Linked DNA regions of Mus musculus: regions 1 and 3 are each linked to region 2. Evidence: chromatin contacts called from public Hi-C and Micro-C data. All regions are on one chromosome and are shown on one strand. The core of a region is the stretch at or near the end of the contact, and the rest is flanking DNA. Distances in the headings are between cores, read along the strand shown. Region 1 has its middle 25 kb from the start of Gm9922. Region 2 holds the start of Kctd12 (potassium channel tetramerisation domain containing 12). Region 3 holds the start of Pou4f1 (POU domain, class 4, transcription factor 1).

Evidence for each region. A called contact is a pair of places that touch in the nucleus more often than the background predicts.
Region 1: a contact with region 2 is called in a Hi-C map of B cells, with 11 read pairs. The contact joins the enhancer-like site here to the promoter of Kctd12 in region 2. A contact is called at or near these places in 3 of 39 promoter capture datasets (3T3-L1-derived adipocytes, cranial neural crest and maxillary cranial neural crest), 1 of 484 Hi-C or Micro-C datasets (B cells), 7 of 115 datasets of contacts at active chromatin or transcription factors (embryonic forebrain, embryonic limb bud, embryonic stem cells and 4 more) and 1 of 9 other capture datasets (embryonic stem cells).
Region 3: a Micro-C map of embryonic stem cells shows a contact between it and region 2, with 7 times the contacts expected there. The contact joins the promoter of Pou4f1 here to the promoter of Kctd12 in region 2. A contact is called at or near these places in 2 of 39 promoter capture datasets (embryonic stem cells and pre-B cells), 5 of 484 Hi-C or Micro-C datasets (all in embryonic stem cells) and 1 of 115 datasets of contacts at active chromatin or transcription factors (embryonic stem cells).

The regions. Positions count from the first base shown.
Region 1 is chr14:101,702,903-101,706,348 of GRCm38.p6, reverse strand. It overlaps the pseudogene Gm18075. Among named protein-coding and RNA genes, the nearest start is that of Gm9922, 25 kb to the left of the region's middle. Within about 2 kb of position 1,723, at least 10 of the 459 cell types and tissues checked have an H3K27ac peak or open chromatin away from gene starts, as enhancers often do. A contact at or near this core is called in B cells, where this site is marked.
Region 2 is chr14:102,981,062-102,984,114 of GRCm38.p6, reverse strand. It overlaps Kctd12 (potassium channel tetramerisation domain containing 12), which reads left to right and starts at 1,478. Exons shown (of 1, transcript NM_177715.4): 1 at 1,478-3,053. The coding sequence starts at 1,675. The coding sequence ends at 2,658. Mir5130 (microRNA 5130) reads left to right here and starts at 1,483; the gene lies at 1,483-1,566.
Region 3 is chr14:104,466,647-104,469,735 of GRCm38.p6, reverse strand. Pou4f1 (POU domain, class 4, transcription factor 1) reads left to right here and starts at 1,737. Exons shown (of 3, transcript NM_011143.4): 1 at 1,737-2,125; 2 at 2,865-3,089. The coding sequence starts at 2,003.

The DNA of each region.
Region 1 (3,446 bases), core at 474-2,973, 1.3 Mb after region 2:
GGAAATTCCTCTACTGTATGTGTGTTGGAGGCCTCATATCAGCTGGTGTTTGCTGCCTGTTTGGTGGTCCAGTGTTTGAGAGATCTCAGGGGTCCAGATTAATTGAGACTGCTGGTCCTCCTACAGGGTCACCCTTTTCCTCAGCTTCTTTCAGCTTTTCCCCAATTTAACAACAGGGGTCAGCTGCTTCTGTCCATTGGTTGGACACAAATATCTGCATCTGACTCCAGCTTCCAACTCTTAAAGGTTACACAGCCTTTTAAAACAATGCCATCAACTGGTGACCACGTGTCTGAAGACCTAATGAGGGATGTTTCACATGGAAGCCGTATGTAGTTTGTATATCTGAAAGCTGTTATAATTTTCTAGGTAATTTCAGTTCATTTAGTGACAGTTTCCACTAACGGTTATATCCAGATGTGGGTTCTCAACCACACTGCCCATCAGAGGAGCTACAGACAACAAACAGCCTGTCTTCACTGTCTTGGAGGGCTTCCTTGGGGTATGTAGTTGTCGACTATAGAAATGTCACAGTGAGGGCCTTCACCTAACAAACAGATATAAATAAGAGGTTCAGAATAACCCAAAGACACAGATTTAGAGTAACTTAAAAAAACAAAAAACAAAAAACAAAACAAAACAAGTAAGAATATGTAAGAAATGAGATCAAAATAGCTATGACACACTGGCACTGCCCTCCGAGGCCTTAAGAGTCTTTTTTGTTGTTTTGTTTTTGTTTTTGTTTTTGTTTTTGTTTTTGTTTTTGTTTTTCAAGACAGGGCTTCTCCACGTAGACTTGACTGTCCTGGAACTTGTTCTTGTAGACCAAGCTGGCCTTGAACTTGAAAATGGATCCTTGTGCCTTTGCTTTTCTGCTAGGATAAAAAGCAAGTGCCATCTTTCTTTTTTTTTTTTACAGTCCAATCTTTATCTGCCTCCCAGTCTGTCCTCAGACTGTTCCTCATCCCATTCCTCCTCCCTGTCTCCAAGAGGATGTCCTCCACCACCCCATCAAACCTCCCCATTCCCTGGGGCCTTGAGTCTCTCGAGGGTTAGGTTCATCTTCTCTCACCAAGCAGTCCTCTGCTGTATATCTGTCAGGGGAGTATTCTTTATATATGTTTATATGGTCAAATTTTATATCAAAATAAAGGAAATGATGATCCACTTTCTGCTACGTGAACAGAGCATATTCCATACTTCTGCTCTGATAATCATTTAATGAAAATACAAGGAACAAATCTGTTTGTTTATTTTACATCCTGACTTCAGTTTCCCTTGCCACTCTCTCCTTCCAGTCCCTCCTCCCAACCTCCCCTCTCCCCGGCCCCTCTGTCTTCAGAAAAGGGCAGGCTTCTCATTGATATCAAGGAACCATAGCATATCAAGTTGCAGAAAAGACTAAGCACCTCCTTGTTGTTCCCACTCAGGAATCGTTCTTGAACCCCAAAAGACCACCAAGGACCTTATTCTGATGCCAATCACACGAGGGTCTTGTTTTATTTAAACTGGAGCTTGGGCTCATTGCTGACCCTGACTAAACAGGATGGGAGGGTGAAGCCCTGAGCCCTCAGCAGGACAAGGTTTTACAGGAAATGTCAAGCAAGCGAGGGGGTTTCCAAACTGGCAAGCCTATAATTGAATGACTATTATAACATACGTAAGCCAACAGGTGGGTGCTCTAAAGCAAAACCATGAACAATCACAACGGTCTGAAAGTACACCTGGAACAATCCAACTAATCTTGATTGGCTGTCACTAAGGAGTAGCTAGGGAGTAAGTCTGGGGCATGGGCCAGAGGCAAACTCTGTGGTTCTTCCTAGAATGGGTGCAGCTTGGGTTTAGCTGAGGTCAAGTTCTTGGGCTCTTTTTCTTTTAAAATGGAGGCTGGCCCCAAGATGGAATAGGTTTGGCCTCTCATCCTCTCCTTTTAAAGCTGCAGTAGGCAAACCAGTAGAAGGAAAATGGTTCCAAAAGCATCCAACAGAACCAGATACAGGCTCCACTGTTAGAAGTTCCGCCGAAAACCAGCCTACATAACTATAACATGAATACAAAGGTTAGACCTGTGCAGGCTCCCTGGTTGTTGGTTCAGTCTCAGTGAGCCCCTATGAGCCCAGGTTCGTTGATCCTATGGGTTTTCTTATGGTGTCCTTGACCTGTCTGACTCCTACAATACTTCCTTCCCCTCTTCTACAGGATTTCCTAAGCTTCAGCTAATGTTTGGCTGTCTTATCAGAGAATCTTAAAACATGAAAACATCAAACTTTGTGTGTATAAAAAGCCTGTAGGGCTGGCGAGATGGCTCAGTGGTTAAGAGCACCGACTGCTCTTCTGAAGGTCCGGAGTTCAAATTCCAGCAACCACATGGTGGCTCACAACCATCCGTAATGTAATCTGATGCCCTCTTCTGGAGTGTCTGAAAACAGCTACAGTGTACTTACATATAATAAAGAAATAAATCTAAAAAAAAAAAAAAAAGCCCTGTAAACCAGCTCTCAAGATATCTTACAGTGAGTACACACTTTTCAAGTGGTTTCTTTGGCATCAGCAAAGGATTTAATTAACAGAATTTATACCCACGTCACCGGCCTTTTTTATGTGACAACAAGGACATGCGAACATCCTTATTTTATCTGTGGACTAGTTATGGGTCCCATCCCAGCCCCACCCAACATAACCTATAGGACATCCACAGCCCAAAATGACACAGTATGTCATATCATCTATCTACACTCTCCTGAACACTTCAAGCAATCTCCAGATCACTAGGAATACGACATATTGCTGTTAGATTGGCTTAAGGGAAATGACAAAGATCTGTGTAAAGATGTTAATGTTTCTAAATGTTTTCCGTCTACAGTTCATTGGTCTGAGGACACCTTTGATACTTACATATAGAGGACTGGTTGTACAGGATATGTACATACATATGTATGTATGTATGAGAAAACATGAGTGTGTGTGTGTGTGTGTGTGTGTGTGTGTACACAGATCTATGCAAGAATTATCTAAAATAGATTCAAGAGGGTGGTGAAAGCTGGCAGTCTCTTGGTGCCCACAGGTTGCAGAAGTTCAAAGTTCCAGTCTTCCTACAGGAATGAGCTTCTTCAATCTTTCCCTAGACTTTTACAGCTTTACTGGACCTTGCAGCCACAGAGATAATTTTTTTTTTTTTTTGGAGAGATGATTCAACATGATGACAACGATGATGGCGAAGAAGAGGAAGGCAGAGACCCATGGGGTCAAGAGAGCTATAGGTTTGATGGTTCTTGGCCTCTGGAGGAATTCGGTTTCAGCTTCAGCTCCGGAGGAGACATGTGATTTCCTGGCAACTTTGGCTCTGATGTTCTAATACAAGATTTCACTAGTATTTTCATCGAGATGGGGGCCTGGACCTTGCCTTCCCACTTTCCTGAACTTCCAAGTCTTGAGACAGCCAGTGA
Region 2 (3,053 bases), core at 229-2,728:
CAGCCTTGAATTCTCCACAGCCTGATGCCCAGCAACGTATAAGAGCATTTATTAAAATTGTGGTTTTTCAGAGTCTCCTCTATCTTGGGCTTCTTGAAGCCCTTATCTATTTATTCACCAAAAACCAACGATCAGATAACAGACCACAAATTTGAGATTTCAGAACGTGCCAAGTGCAAAGATGGGAATTTGAAGAGCAACCTGTCTCATTCCCCTGGGAGACCATGGAAGGTTTCCCGGCAGTGGCAGAATTCTGTGGGCTGAAATTTGTGCATGACTCCAAACGCTGAACAAGTAGGAGTCCATAGAGAGCATGGCTAAATCTGAAGGGCCTTCAGACCTACACAGCCTTTCTTCTCTGGTGGACGGTCTTGTAAAGTACAGAAGAGAACGATGGAGGGAGGAGGAGAACACGGGTTACTGGACCTTTAGAACAGTTATGCATGGGCTAAAAGTAAATTATTTTCTATACGTGCATTAACATTTCAAGGAACAAATAAAACATCAGCGGAATTTTAGTAAAATAATGAAATACTAGTAAAATCATTAAATACTAATAATACGAATAAAAGAAAATATTAGATTGGAATTTTCTGGTGCGATTTACAGATGGCTGAAAGCAACCGGAGGCCTCACGTCCCACTATTGGAGGCGCTTATTAGCTTTTCTTGCCCACGCAGTGTAAGCCCCTCCCCCCCCCTTTGTGTCCACCCAACTTCCTCTCCTAGTCATTTCTGCTCACTGCAGTACTGTGTTGTGGTTTCCTAACCAAAGACTTTATGCTCTCGCAAAATAATCTAACAGAGCATTTTCGCGAAGCATTCGCTTGTGGTTTCTAGGGATTTTTCGAGGCTATACGCTAGTCACATAGTCACGTGAAAAACCTTTGGGTGGTCTGGACTTGAAGGGACCGGTGCATCCTTTCCAAGTTAGTGTCTCTTCAGAACTTCCAGAGACCCGGGGATGGATCTCCAACAGCAGCGCTCTGCACTGTTAGAAGCGGGTAGGTCTAGAGGGCGCTAGCCGCAGGCAATCAAGCTTTTCCACTCTGCCAGAAAGTTTCCAACCCCTTCTGGAGTCCCCGGGTGCCGGCTGCGGTCAGCCGAGAAGGGCGGCGGGAGGGGAGGTGGGAACACAAGAGGATCGCTTTAGTGATCAGCCTCCTGGAGAAGCGCCTGGAGGCTCTGACCCACTGCGGAAGAGGAAGAGGAGCTGGGCCCGGAGCGGGTGGGCGGACGGGCGGTGACAGTCCGGTCGTCCCCCGGAGCGCGCGGGTCAGGGTGGAGCCTGCAGCCCCGAGCCGCGTCAGCGTTTAGCATGCAAATGCATTCCCCGCTCCTCCCCCACCCCCACCCCGCCCCAGCCCTCCCCGCCCCGGGAGCGAGCTCAGCGGCTCCGCAGCCGCCCACCGCCTCCTGCGCGCCGCGCCGCCCAAGCGGGCGGCTCTACTTAAGCGGCGCGCGGGCCGCGACCCGCCACTCGCCTGGAGCGCGCGGGCGAGGCAGGCGCAGCGCACCGGGGCTCTCGTGGGCGCACTGCTGCGCGCTCGCACCGCGCGGCTCTCAGTGGCCGGCCGCCGCCTGAGCGCAGGGCTCCCCGATAAGAGCCGCTGGGGCTTCCGATCGCGACCCCGCTCCCTGCCACTTGGCCCATCCGGGCCACCTCTTTTTGGCCATGGCTCTGGCGGACAGCACCCGAGGATTACCCAACGGGGGCGGAGGCGGAGGTGGCAGCGGCTCGTCGTCGTCCTCGGCGGAGCCGCCGCTCTTCCCGGACATCGTAGAGCTGAACGTGGGAGGGCAGGTGTATGTGACCCGGCGCTGCACCGTGGTGTCCGTGCCCGACTCGCTGCTCTGGCGTATGTTCACGCAGCAGCAGCCGCAGGAGCTGGCCCGGGACAGCAAAGGCCGCTTCTTTCTGGACCGGGACGGCTTCCTCTTCCGCTACATCCTGGATTACCTGCGGGACTTGCAGCTCGTGCTGCCCGACTACTTCCCGGAGCGCAGCCGGCTGCAGCGCGAGGCCGAGTACTTCGAGCTGCCGGAGCTCGTGCGTCGCCTCGGGGCGCCCCAGCAACCCGGTCCGGGGCCACCGCCGCCGCACTCGCGCCGCGGGGTGCACAAGGAGGGCTCTCTGGGCGATGAGCTGCTGCCGCTGGGCTACGCAGAGCCCGAGCCGCAGGAGGGCGCCTCGGCCGGGGCGCCTTCGCCCACGCTGGAGCTGGCTAGCCGCAGCCCGTCCGGGGGCGCGGCGGGGCCCCTGCTCACGCCGTCCCAGTCTTTGGACGGCAGCCGGCGCTCCGGCTACATCACCATCGGCTACCGCGGCTCCTACACCATCGGGCGCGACGCTCAGGCGGACGCCAAGTTCCGGCGGGTGGCGCGCATCACCGTGTGCGGCAAGACGTCGCTGGCCAAGGAGGTGTTTGGGGACACCCTGAATGAGAGCCGGGACCCCGACCGGCCCCCGGAGCGCTACACCTCCCGCTATTACCTCAAGTTCAACTTCCTAGAGCAGGCCTTCGATAAGCTGTCCGAGTCGGGCTTCCACATGGTGGCGTGCAGCTCCACGGGCACCTGCGCTTTTGCTAGCAGCACCGACCAGAGCGAGGACAAGATCTGGACCAGCTACACCGAGTACGTCTTCTGCAGGGAGTGAGCTCCCCACGCCCGCCCCTCGCCACTCCGGTGCCCACTTCCCTTCCTCCCCTCGGGGGACAGGATTATAGATGCCCTCGCTTCCTCCCTGTTTCCCGATTCCTTCTGCCCCCACCCCCAGATCTCCTAGTAGGTCACCCAGACCCGTCTGCACCCCACTTGCGAATCTGCAGCCACAAATCCTCTGGGCGTCTTCATCATCTTTGGACCCCACTAGCCGAGAGAGTGTTCTGATGTAGCCCTTCACTCATGCTTCCTCTACTCCTGGCCTCCAACCACCCTTCCCCCAGATTGTCGTGATCTAGTGGGACAGTCACCAAGTACCTGGGAATGACTGAATTGATCAGAATCGGATTGCACGGTGTCCGGCGTGCAGTTCGGACGAGTCCTTGACAT
Region 3 (3,089 bases), core at 488-2,987, 1.5 Mb before region 2:
TTCCCTCTCAGGCTAGAAGAAAGGGAGGGGTTGGGAGGGCAGAAAGGAAAGAGAAGAAAGAAAAGCCAGTGATGTCTGTGGGCTCTTCTTGGAATCTGAATAAACTCGTGGGTGTCCTGAAGATATACACTCTCTAAAGCAAAGGAAAAATACAAATCTGCTGGACCAAAGATTTGGGTTTGCAGAAATGAGATCTCCTCTTTGGTGGAAATGCAGACCTTCTTGTTGTGCGAGTGACCTGAAAGATTATGTATCTGATCTCTGCTTCCCATAAGCAGTTTCTTGTCTCTCTCAGGCTCTCTAGCCAGCAGATGTGATAACATCTGGACCGTTATTATCACCCTAGGCAAGGACTGTATCCTTAGGGACTTAGGCACCCAAGCTGAGGCTCCCCAGAGAGGCCCTTGATCTGCTGCTACATGAGGGTAATATAACAGGTTCATTAATTTATTTCTTCTTCATAGGTCTTCATTTCACAGTTGTTGTTGTTACTATTATTGAAGGCTGGACTAGATAGCATACCAGTTCCTTCTATCTGATTTGAATTTACATTTTGAATTACAATCTATAGATTAGCTTCATTCTGTATCCCAGGTAAGAAAAATACTGTAAGCAGGCAGATATAAAAAGCAAGGGTCCAAAGCGATGTGAAAGAAAGTTCTCTTTTCAACATCTTATTCCCTTTTCTCTGAAGTGGATTTCTTTTCCTGGAGTTTCCAGGGGGGAAAAAAGTGTGTGTGTGTGTGTGTGTGTGTGTGTGTCTCACTGGAGAGGAAAAGATAAAGATCTCGGCTACACCCTGTTTACTATTTTTCCTTTTTGATGACTCAAAGCCTCAGATCACCTAGAGCTCCTTTGAAATGTGAGTTTGTACACGGTTAAAGGAGACAAACAATAAGAGAAATGCACAATTTCATTTCAACAGCTTTTCCCGAGTAGAAAGCACACACTCCTTACTGCTCCTAAGTGACTGTCACTGGTGGTGCCTGACACAGTTATATTCACAACAACAAAGTATGCAGAGAAATTAAATTACGTGGAAATCAATAGCGTCTGACTGCTTCAAACAACTGTCTGTCATGGCTATTATTCTCCGGGAGCCTATTTATAAACCATGAAAGAAACAGGTTCTTGCAGCATAAAGACAGCATCATCCACAGCGCATTTCTGTGTTGCTATTTTTCTCCATATACAGAGGAATGCACGGGCATAATTTAACATACAAATGCCTCTCTGTATACATTATATAACAGCTTGTTAGGCACCGGGTAGTGGAGGTGTGCCTAAATAATGCGCATATATTCTGGGAGGAAAACACACCCGAGAGGAGTGCTTGCATCCTGGCTTTCTTCCTCCAAAAGGTTCCTACCCTTCAACAATAACGGGCCCTTTTTGATCTTTGCAGACCGGCGGAGGCAAGGTGGGACCTGCAGCGCGCATGCCTGGCCAGCTACAGGTGCATCACCTGCCTTGTCCTTGCTGGTGGTCACTATAAGAGCGGCTCCCACGCGCCGCCGCCGGTCGCGGCTCGACGAGCGCGCGCGCGCCCGCCCGCCCGCTCGCTCGCCCAAGCACGGCGCCGCGGCCGCGGGGAGGGCGCGCGCCAGACAGACGGAGACAGCTGCTGTCTGTCAGCGCGGCGGGGCCCGCGAGCTCTCGCGAGAGCTGCCCGGGCCGGCCGCGAGAAGTGGGGCTCAGGTGTAAGAGGAGCGCAGCCCGTCGGCGCGCCGGGGCTAGAGCTCTCGGAGAAGCGGGATCGCGGGACCTGCGCGCGGGCCGGCGGGCGGGCGCTCTGCGCGGTCGGTCCGAGGCAGCGGGCTGCGCTCGCCGGCGCAGCAGCGGCAGCAGCAGCAGCAGCAGCCCCCGCGGCGAGCCTCCGAGCGGAGCCGCCGAGCAGTGCGAGCGAGCGCAGCCTCGGGACGGAGGCCGGGCGAGCCGGCGTGCGCACTTTGCCGCGGACTTTGCGAGTGTTTTGTGGATTTTTACATGCCAAGGCGCCAAGATGATGTCCATGAACAGCAAGCAGCCTCACTTTGCCATGCATCCCACCCTCCCTGAGCACAAGTACCCGTCGCTGCACTCCAGCTCCGAGGCCATCCGGCGGGCCTGCCTGCCCACGCCGCCGGTAAGCGCCCCACGCCCGCGGCCCCGGTCCCGGCCCGCGCGCTCGCCCCCTCCCCCGCTCCGCGCCGCTGCCTGGCGGCAGCTGCCCCGGGCGGCTCCGGGCCCCGCTCCCGCGGGCGGGACTGCTCTTAGAGGGATCCCGCTGCCAGGCACGCGTGGCCCGGGGCCGCTGGAGGCCCGGGTCCCATCCGCCTGTGCCTCTGTCCAGCGCCTGCCATCCGCGGGGAGCTCTCGGGCCGCGGCTGTCGACTTGGCTCCACTTTGTCGGTTAATTTTACGCCTGCACAAGGCGATCTCTGCTCGCTCGCTCGCTCGCTCGCTCGCTCGCTCGCTTTCTCGTTCGGGTGTGTGGCACGGGTCCTTAGCTTCGAGTGACATCTCCATTTCTTCTTTTTCTTCTTCTTTTCGCTCTTTTTTGTCGTCTCCCACTGTCTTCCCCGGAATGTGTTTCCGTGTGCGTCCCCTTCTACCCTTCCCTGGCCCTGTGCCTCTCCCCTTCTATTTCCCCCACCCCGGCATGTTCTCAAATCGTCCCCCGGTCCTCCGTTGACCCTGCTCTTCCCACCCCCCGTTGTTATTTTGGTCGCTTTGTGTTTTGCCTTTTGCCCGTGCTTTCCTGCTTGTGTGTTTGTTTTGTGGTTTCTTTGGTGTTTGTCCCCCCTTTTTTCTTTTTTTTTCTTTTTCTTTCTTCTTTTTTTTTTCTTTCCTTTTCTTTTTGGTTTGGTTTGTGTCGCCTGCAGCTGCAGAGCAACCTCTTCGCCAGCCTGGACGAGACGCTGCTGGCGCGGGCCGAGGCGCTGGCGGCCGTGGACATCGCGGTGTCCCAGGGCAAGAGCCACCCTTTCAAGCCGGACGCCACGTACCACACGATGAATAGCGTGCCCTGCACGTCCACGTCCACCGTGCCGCTGGCGCACCACCACCACCACCACCACCACCACCAGGCGCTCGAGCCCGGTGACCTG